3 separate regions of the Mus musculus genome follow, and regions 1 and 3 are each linked to region 2. Evidence: chromatin contacts called from public HiChIP or PLAC-seq data. All regions are on one chromosome and are shown on one strand. The core of a region is the stretch at or near the end of the contact, and the rest is flanking DNA. Distances in the headings are between cores, read along the strand shown. Region 1 overlaps Setd7 (SET domain containing (lysine methyltransferase) 7). Region 2 overlaps Maml3 (mastermind like transcriptional coactivator 3). Region 3 overlaps Maml3 (mastermind like transcriptional coactivator 3).

The links. HiChIP or PLAC-seq counts read pairs in DNA pulled down with a chosen protein or histone mark.
Region 1: an H3K4me3 HiChIP or PLAC-seq map of bone marrow-derived macrophages shows a contact between it and region 2, with 6 times the contacts expected there. The contact joins two enhancer-like sites. A contact is called at or near these places in 3 of 115 datasets of contacts at active chromatin or transcription factors (bone marrow-derived macrophages, double positive thymocytes and embryonic stem cells) and 3 of 9 other capture datasets (embryonic stem cells, liver and pancreatic islet).
Region 3: an H3K4me3 HiChIP or PLAC-seq map of bone marrow-derived macrophages shows a contact between it and region 2, with 3 times the contacts expected there. The contact joins two enhancer-like sites. A contact is called at or near these places in 2 of 39 promoter capture datasets (cranial neural crest and maxillary cranial neural crest), 2 of 484 Hi-C or Micro-C datasets (macrophages and nephron progenitors), 9 of 115 datasets of contacts at active chromatin or transcription factors (bone marrow-derived macrophages, effector CD8 T cells, embryonic basal ganglia and 5 more) and 1 of 9 other capture datasets (embryonic tail).

What each region holds. Positions count from the first base shown.
Region 1 is chr3:51,538,886-51,541,585 of GRCm38.p6, forward strand. All of the region lies in intron 3 of Setd7 (SET domain containing (lysine methyltransferase) 7), which reads right to left. Among named protein-coding and RNA genes, the nearest start is that of 5031434O11Rik, 20 kb to the right of the region's middle. Within about 2 kb of position 1,441, at least 49 of the 459 cell types and tissues checked have an H3K27ac peak or open chromatin away from gene starts, as enhancers often do. A contact at or near this core is called in bone marrow-derived macrophages and double positive thymocytes, where this site is marked.
Region 2 is chr3:52,028,547-52,031,246 of GRCm38.p6, forward strand. All of the region lies in intron 1 of Maml3 (mastermind like transcriptional coactivator 3), which reads right to left. Among named protein-coding and RNA genes, the nearest start is that of Maml3, 75 kb to the right of the region's middle. Within about 2 kb of position 1,330, at least 109 of the 459 cell types and tissues checked have an H3K27ac peak or open chromatin away from gene starts, as enhancers often do. A contact at or near this core is called in bone marrow-derived macrophages and double positive thymocytes, where this site is marked.
Region 3 is chr3:51,731,127-51,733,826 of GRCm38.p6, forward strand. All of the region lies in intron 2 of Maml3 (mastermind like transcriptional coactivator 3), which reads right to left. Among named protein-coding and RNA genes, the nearest start is that of Gm46803, 25 kb to the left of the region's middle. Within about 2 kb of position 1,440, at least 18 of the 459 cell types and tissues checked have an H3K27ac peak or open chromatin away from gene starts, as enhancers often do. A contact at or near this core is called in bone marrow-derived macrophages, where this site is marked.

The DNA.
Region 1 (2,700 bases), core at 191-2,690, 490 kb before region 2:
CTCCGGTTTAGTGGCAGACACCTCTTCTCACTAAGTCATCCCATAAACACGTTTTAGTTGAACTGGGGGCTACCACAGTGTTGTGGATAATCTAATTTAGGAAGCAAGAGATGTGGCCTCTGCTGGAAGTCCTTACTGCATAACTTACCAATCAAAGTCCCTTGTAAGCTTGCTAAACAATTTGATAGCATGGTGCCTTGGATAGCTTGGTTAATGTCCTGGGCTCAAAAATCTAGGAACAGTTATACAAAGTAGCAATGCAGGGTGGCACTCATGTGACCGTCAGTGTTGCTATTGGGACAGGGATAAGTGGCCTTACCTACACGAGTCACACAGATCGACACAGTCTAACCGCTCTTTGGTGGGGGAGAGATTATAAACTAAAATAAATTTCAGAACCTATGAGGAAAAATGTATAGCATCATTTTCATGGGCAGACAATGCTCTTTGTCCTTCTTACTAATGCTGTGTCCTTTCTGTACCATCTATCTTCAGGCTACTACTGCTGAGCCACAGTGTGTTAGTGCATAGTGTGTGTTATTCTTACATGTGGTTAACTACCAGGAGCTACCTACCACATTACTGCCTATTTGAAGCAGACGTAAGTCTTTATTTAGGGCCTCACACTCTTTTCTCTCAAAAGCTGAATTTATTACTTTGCACTTATAAAACAGAAATCCTTTGGTTTTCTAAATAATAAAAGAAAATAAAATGCATTGGAAGCTAAAAATCAAACCAAACCAAACCAATTTCTTGGGGCTGCACACGGTGCCTTTTGCTAGTGTTCAGCTAGCATGATCGTGTCCCTGGGTTTGAGTCTCAGCTCTGCATAGCCTGAGTTGGTGGCATGCACCTATAATTCCAGCCTTTAGGGGGCAGAGGCAGGGGAATCAGAGGTTCAAGGTGCTCTGCAGCTACACAGAGAATCTGAGGCCAGCCTGGGCTACACAAGACTGTCTCAAAAACCGAAATAACACCAGCAAAACCTTTGTATCATAATTAGAGGGAGATTTTTCAAAAGAAGCTGTTCTTAGAGCAATCTCACACGAACAATAGGCAGAATAGTTCTTTTACTACTCTTAGTTATTCGTGCTATGGCACAAATACTGCCCAGCTGCTCTATCAAGGAGCATGGGGAAGAGGCCATTGTCTGGTTCCTTCCGCTCGCTGGCTCCCCCTAGCGGGATCGGTGAGAAGGTAGGTCAAATGCTTGTTGACAACACATTTCTCTTTTGGGTGGGGATTAAGAAGATAAAGGCTGTTTGGGATGTCTCTACAATGGGTCCTAGGCACTGTCCTGTCAATCCCAGGACGGATGTCCCTCAGAGTCCCAGTGCTCGAGCAGCAAAAGGGACCTAGAAGCCCGTAGTGGCTCTGTGTTCCCATCCTGTGACTACAGTGATGACCAGCAAGCCAGTGCCTGACACTGATGCCCACTTCTGTACTGACTCAGCTTCCAGAAAGCCTCGGGCTGTAGTCAGCCCCTTCCACCCTCAACAGATACCGCATGTGCCATCCGCCATTCTGAGAGCTAGTTATTGTCTCCCAATGCCTCTTTCCCAACAGTCTTCTCTTGGTGTTTGATAAGACCAGAGGGTGAAACGTTGCTCCAGTGGCTGGCCCCGCCTATGTACCTGCAGCAGTGCTAGTTGGATAATGGGGGACGAGGGGGGAAAGAAGGGGTAAAGGACACAAAAGTGGGAGCTGACATTTTGGTGTCTGGGGGATTGGTGGACTGGGCATGCATATGATGAAGACACGCTCGCTGCATACACATGTATGATATCGTCAAAGAACACATAAAATGTTATTCTCTAAAAAATGTCACTTTTAAAGACATTTTTAGGTTTGACTACAGTCAGTGAGATGACTGTAGGAGACGGTCTCAGCTGTACCTTCCATCTCACCACAGGACTTCCGTCGATCCTAGTCACAAGTGAAATGACAGGGTGTGGGAGTCTCTGGGAATCCCTGTTTCGGCTGGCTCTCTCTCATCCTCTGCCTACACAGGCTCCGCTCACTTTTCTGACAAGTCTCTCAGATGTCAGTAGCACCCCAGCTCCAAGCAACATGGAGCTCAGCCCGGCCACTCGGAAGTCCTCTCTCACCCTTCAGAAACTGCAGGTACCTTGGTCCCAGTATCGGCTTCTCTGCCTCTACCTAGACTCTGATGTCTGATGGGTCAGAGCTGACCAAGATGCCTAAAAAATGCTTGGGAAGTCTTGGACAAAGAGTGACCACATCTTTTCCTTAGGGCACAGCTCTTTTTGAAAAATTTCATGTGTCAGGGGAAGGTTGGGTAGTGGGAAGGGGAGGGTGTTGGATCCCTTGGAGCCTCCAATACTGGGATTCAAACTCCAGTCCTCATGATAGAACAACAGGCACTCTTAACTGCTGGGCCATCTCCCCAGCCCCAAACTGTCAGGCATACCCGTCTCAGGCTTCCCTAGTAGCTGGGCCCACACATGCATAAACTGAGCTTAACTGATGAAAACACAAACAAACAATTGTGTGGCTGATCATGTGTGGCTCACGCCTCTGATCCTAGCACTAGGGAGGCAGAGGCAGGTGGATCTCTGAGTTCAAGGCCAGGCTCATCTACACAGTGAGCCACAGGACAGTCAGGACTAAATAGGAAACCCTTGTCTCAAAAATAAATACAAACCAAGTGTGTGTAGGATGACACTGGGTGTCCTGATC
Region 2 (2,700 bases), core at 80-2,579:
TGGACTCTCATTGGCTATGCAAAACAGTCTTAGGGGAGGCTCCATTCACGTTCAGCCGTAGATGCACCAACATGAAATGACTCGACGGTATTTTGGGTGATTTTTTTTTTGTCTCATATTGCTTTGTTTGGGCATTTTTTTAAAAACCTTACTAATCTTTTGCTTATATATTATGGTTTCCTATTTTGAGTTTGTATGGTGTGTATGTGTGTGTGTATGTGTGTGTGCACAGGTACATGCATGCATGTACATGCATGTTTGCAGAATGTGTTTCTCATGCTGTTTTGTTTTATTTTGCTTTTTAATTTGCCCATTTGTTTGTTTGGTTGTTTTTTTTAAAGATTTATTTTTTTATGTATATGAGTACACTGTAGCTGTACAGATGGTTGTGAGCCATTATGTGGTTACTAGGAATTGAACTCAGGACCTCTGCTCGCTCCTGCCCCGCTCACTCCGGCCCAAAGATTTATTTATTATTATATGTAAGTACACTGTAGCTGACTTCAGACACACCAGAAGAGGGCGTCAGATCTCATTACGGGTGGTTCTGAGCCACCATGTGGTTGCTGGGATTTGAACTCAGGACCTTTGGAAGAGCAGTCAGTGTGCTCTTACCCACTGAGCCATCTCACCAGCCGGCCAGTTTGTTTTCTAAAGAGAGAGAGAAAGAAGGTGTGGAACTGGAAGGGTGGGGAGGTGGGGAGAATCTAGGAGAAGAAGTGAGACGGGAAACAGAACTGTGAACGGAATATATTACATGAAGAAATATTTATTTTCAATTAATATTTAAAAAAGCAGAAGACCAAGACATCTACTTCCTTCTAATGTCAAGAGATCCAAAGTGGCATGCGAGAACAAACACAGGCTTACACGTTAACCTAGGACAAAACAAACAGACAGACAGACATTCATCTCTCGAGATCCAAAGCCTCACAGGACTCATGCTTTCAAAAGCAACAGCAACTTAATCTAAATCTCTCACGAAATGCATCGAGAGAGACTTTCTCTTCCCAGATCCAGGAAAGAGATAATCTTTCCATTTCTAATTTTATGGGACCACGATGAAGAAGAAGCAACGCGTGCGTGCATCTGCTTTCTGTTCTCAGTGACCAGCTGGACAGATGGTCCAGAATATCATTAGTTAAGAAAGCTCCCATTCATTACCACAGAGTCCTCGGGCAGGCTGGGGTGGGGTGCAAGAATGTCCCAGAAGGTGTTATTTGAAGAATGTGTTCGTGTCGAAGACATGAGTCCATGTGGTGGATGTGGGGGAGGAAGAACAGACAGCCTGTTGTGATCAAACAGCAGCCGCGAGTTCCTCAACACTGGCACGTCCACCAGACACTTCCGGCTCCTGTTCTACCCACTCGGTCGACAAAAAACCAGGGGGAGGTCCCAGTAGCTGTCATGATCCCTCCATTCGAGACACAATTCCTCCCAAACAGAACTCTCTCCCAGGACACGATTCCTCCCAAACAGAACTCTCTCCCAGGAGGTCGACCAAAGAGAAACTGCCATTTTGTTGGCTTCTTAGCTCATACAGAATATGAAAAAGGAAACAGAGGGTCTGGTGTATCTGTCTCAAAAGCTATGATTCCAGGCTGAGCTTCCCTTAAGTATAACTCACCACCCCATTTGGCCAGGAGACAGTATATGAAGGGGTGGCCAGTACTAAAGAAGTCCACGAGAGGAGCCAAATCTGTCCAACTGTCCTGCTTTCTGTATCAGATCATACCCCCGTTCCCAGCTCAACTCCTCGTTCATAGCCACCAGAGGGACTCTGATGGATGGATGACTTCTGCGGTCCTATTCATCTTTCTTCCCCCTCGCCTCCCCACACCCTGCACTGAGCACCGACTGGGTACGAGATGTTCTGTCAGACACCCACAGGGTTACAGGGAAGTGAGGACGTGCAGATGCTCGGCTCATGGGTTTACAGAGCGAAGTTTGTGAGTGACAATCAATCAACGCTCACAGCTTCTACACAAATCAGTCTTCAAAACGGCTCCTGCACTGACTTCTTCGCTGTAGCCCTCGGACCTGGAGAGTTGTGCAGAAGAGATCAGGGATGCCTTAAGAATGAATGAGGAGGCAGAATCAATCAAGAGGCAGATAGGGAGCATGGAGCAGGAAATCAGAGAAAGGATGGGCCCAGACCGTGAAGGATGTGGGAAGCACATCCCTGCTCATCCACCCCCCGGCGGTCCCCACCGCTGTCTTCCATCTCTCTGTCAGCAGCTGCTGGGGCTTGGAAGAAATCAAAGGCAGGGTCTCCAACTGCTGCTACAATGGGCCCTGAACAAGTCCCAACTTCACAAGAACTTACAGCAGCCTGCGTGCTGGGCTACCTGCTCTAGACTTCACACCTAGGCTTACACATCTTCCTGAGGCAGGCTTTGCTTTCTGCCATCTGCAGCTTGGCAAGGTGAAGAAGCCACTGGCCCAAGGTCACATTGCTGACTAGTGACAGGACAGGAACATGATCTAGACCACGTCCCTTTCAGGATCAGGTTCTTGGGTATTTTACGGGAAGGGCTCCTTTCTATACCCTGACCAAGCCACACTTGAGACTGTCCTAAATTAACTGTCCCCGGTTATCCGGATATGGGAACCAATCCCAGGTCACTGGGAAAGTAGACATGCCAGCAATGGTAAGTTCAGTGCTCTTGTGGCTCCTGGTAAAGACTCCCTTGCCTCAGT
Region 3 (2,700 bases), core at 190-2,689, 300 kb before region 2:
AAGAAAACCCCTTGACTCTATTTGACATAGAAGTAGATGAAGTCTGGTGAGGTAAAGTTTCTAGCTGCCTGGGTACTGAACAGATGAGCAGCAGAAAGAGGGAAAGAACCTGGTGCTGACTAGCAGACGGCTCTGACTGTCAGCCCTCTCAGCGTGTGTGTAATATTAACAGCAGTAGGCATGAAGCGTGAGCTGAAGCGTGCTGGCGATTCCTCCTATTGTCATGAAGATTGGGAATCCATGAGAAATGGGGGATCACGATGTGTGTTCCCCCTAACCTACAAAAAATTATCAGTGACCACCATTATTGTCCATTATTACATCGAATTGTTCAGTCCATTCACATCTTCTTTGCCGCTATGGGAAATACACCAGATAAAGTCGTCACACCACAATAACTTTCCAGTCAGCACTGGTGATTGATTTTAACTAAGAAAAAAAAAAATCTTCCAAAGTAGGTCAACGCTTAAACCTTTGTGTGTGTGTGTGTGTGTGTGTGTGTGTGTGTGTGTGTGTGTAGCACTAAGGGACCTGTTAGGAAAGCAAAGTTACCCATGTCAGTATTCGCCACAAACGGTTGCTACTCTGCACCAGACCACCGAGCTTCCCCTCCATGACACCACGACATGTCCTTATATCATTTGGAAAGCTGTTCATAGCTCTGTTCTTACCACTTGTGAGTTCTCGAAGCCTCACCAGCTTATGAAAACAGCTGTGTGAGTGACTGACCTTTTATTCTTTTCTCTGAATTTCCTCCTCGCAGGCGTGGTCCCCTGCTTTCCTTCTACCACAGCAGACTTCAGTGATCATGTCCATAGCACCCACATTTGGTGGGGGAAAGACTCCAATAAACTCCCCAAGTCTTTACATATCAAGACGGCAGAATCTAAACTTTTAAATCTACTCCATTCAAGAAATGTATTTCTTTCAGAGACTGGCCTCAGCTGCCCAACTTAGCTTTGGATTTGCATGAAAATCAATGCAAATGTGTGTGTGTGTGTGTGTGTGTGTGTGTGTGCGCGCGCGCGCGCGCGCGCACACATTCTCTAGAGCTCAGTTCTCTATAAAGGTTGGGAACTATTACCCTTCATACCTCAGCTCCTACTAGAATCTTCCTCTGTTCTGATTAGTTATTTATTGAGAAGGAATAGCCAGGGTGATATACACTAGTCCAAATGAGGATATGTCAAATTCCCAAAAGAAGATGATTTTTCTTTGTGGTCCTTCAGAGGACGCCTGTTATTTGTAGAACGTGGAGCCGCAGCAGCTGCTACTGGATCCAGGTCTTTGGGGAATGGTCTCTAATGATCCTCACGTCCATCTTCCGAGTGGAATATTATTATCCCATTAGTACAACCTAATTTGGACTCTTTTCCCTAGATGCTCTGCCTCGTATTTTTCCACACTGAGTTTCAGCTGCTGCCTGTCTTCCCCTCAGCTGCCATCCTGTCAGATCTTCTTTAGGAATTTACATAATGTGGACTTGGCTTTATCTTGTGACATTGCCCTCTGCAAACTTGCCAGGGCTCCTGTTCCTCCCTAAACAATGTTTAAATAAGGAACTGCGCAGACAGCAGAGACAGCCACCCCATCCCCCAAACCCTGCCCAAACATCTGTGTTCCTGTGCCCACAGTAAGGCTTTGACTGGGTAGAGCATACCTGGCAGAGAACATGGTGCCCAAACCCTCCTAAATTTGGGTGGGGCCAAATTACCAGTACTTGACAGAGATGTAAACAGAAGTTAAGGGTTGGTGAAAAATGGTGTGTGTGTATGTATGTGCACACGCATGTGTGTAAATGTATGTGGCACATGTGTGTAACTAAATGTTACATGTGTGTGTATGTGAATGTGTCCTCCCTCATTTGATACCAGGATAAAAAAAACCCGGTTGAACCCAGCGGAGGCAGAAGTGAGGAGGAAGCCAGGCTGAATTCCTGTGACACTACATGAGGTAGAGCTGCCTTGCTCACAGGGACACCACATCAACTGTTAGTGGGTGAGAAGTAAACACAAGGCAATCCACAGGACTGTAGGGCAGCAGCCAGCATGCACACTGGCCACCGTGGCACCCCATGGGACTGACTGCAGGGCACCACATGAGACTTTTTGCTTCACAGAAAGTGCCCATTCCCTCCCTCCATCCTTGGTTCAACTATGTCCACACTTAAATCTGAAGCACCTTAATTTCATGAGGGATTTTTGTCAAAGATATTTTTGATATCTTACGCCATAGCTTAAGCTGTTTATGTAAAACAGCAGCATCCAGTAAAAGATCACGTACCTGATTTACATAAACAAGCTGTTTCATGATCCCCGAGTGTTAGTATTTATTACATAGCTTAGGCTCATTGAGTCTTAGCGGTAAACAGCACAGGTCTTGCTAACCAACAATACACCCATGTTTTGACTGAGAGTTGCAAATGCCTCTGCAGGAACCAACAACACTATAGACAATGATATACTGTAAGTTCCTGGAGCCATGGTAGTGGTGCTTTGCTGTGCTGTGTGGTATTGGCTGATGCATGGGCTCTGGGTAGACAGATACCAGGTTCTGAGAGCTATTGTTACTCTCTGAGACCTGCAAGAATGTTTGACATGTCCTCTCCAATAACCCGCCTCTCCTCTTCTCTTATCTTCCTGATACAAGATAAGGGTTAAAATTGATTGCCCTGACCAACACTGTCACAGAGTACACCTC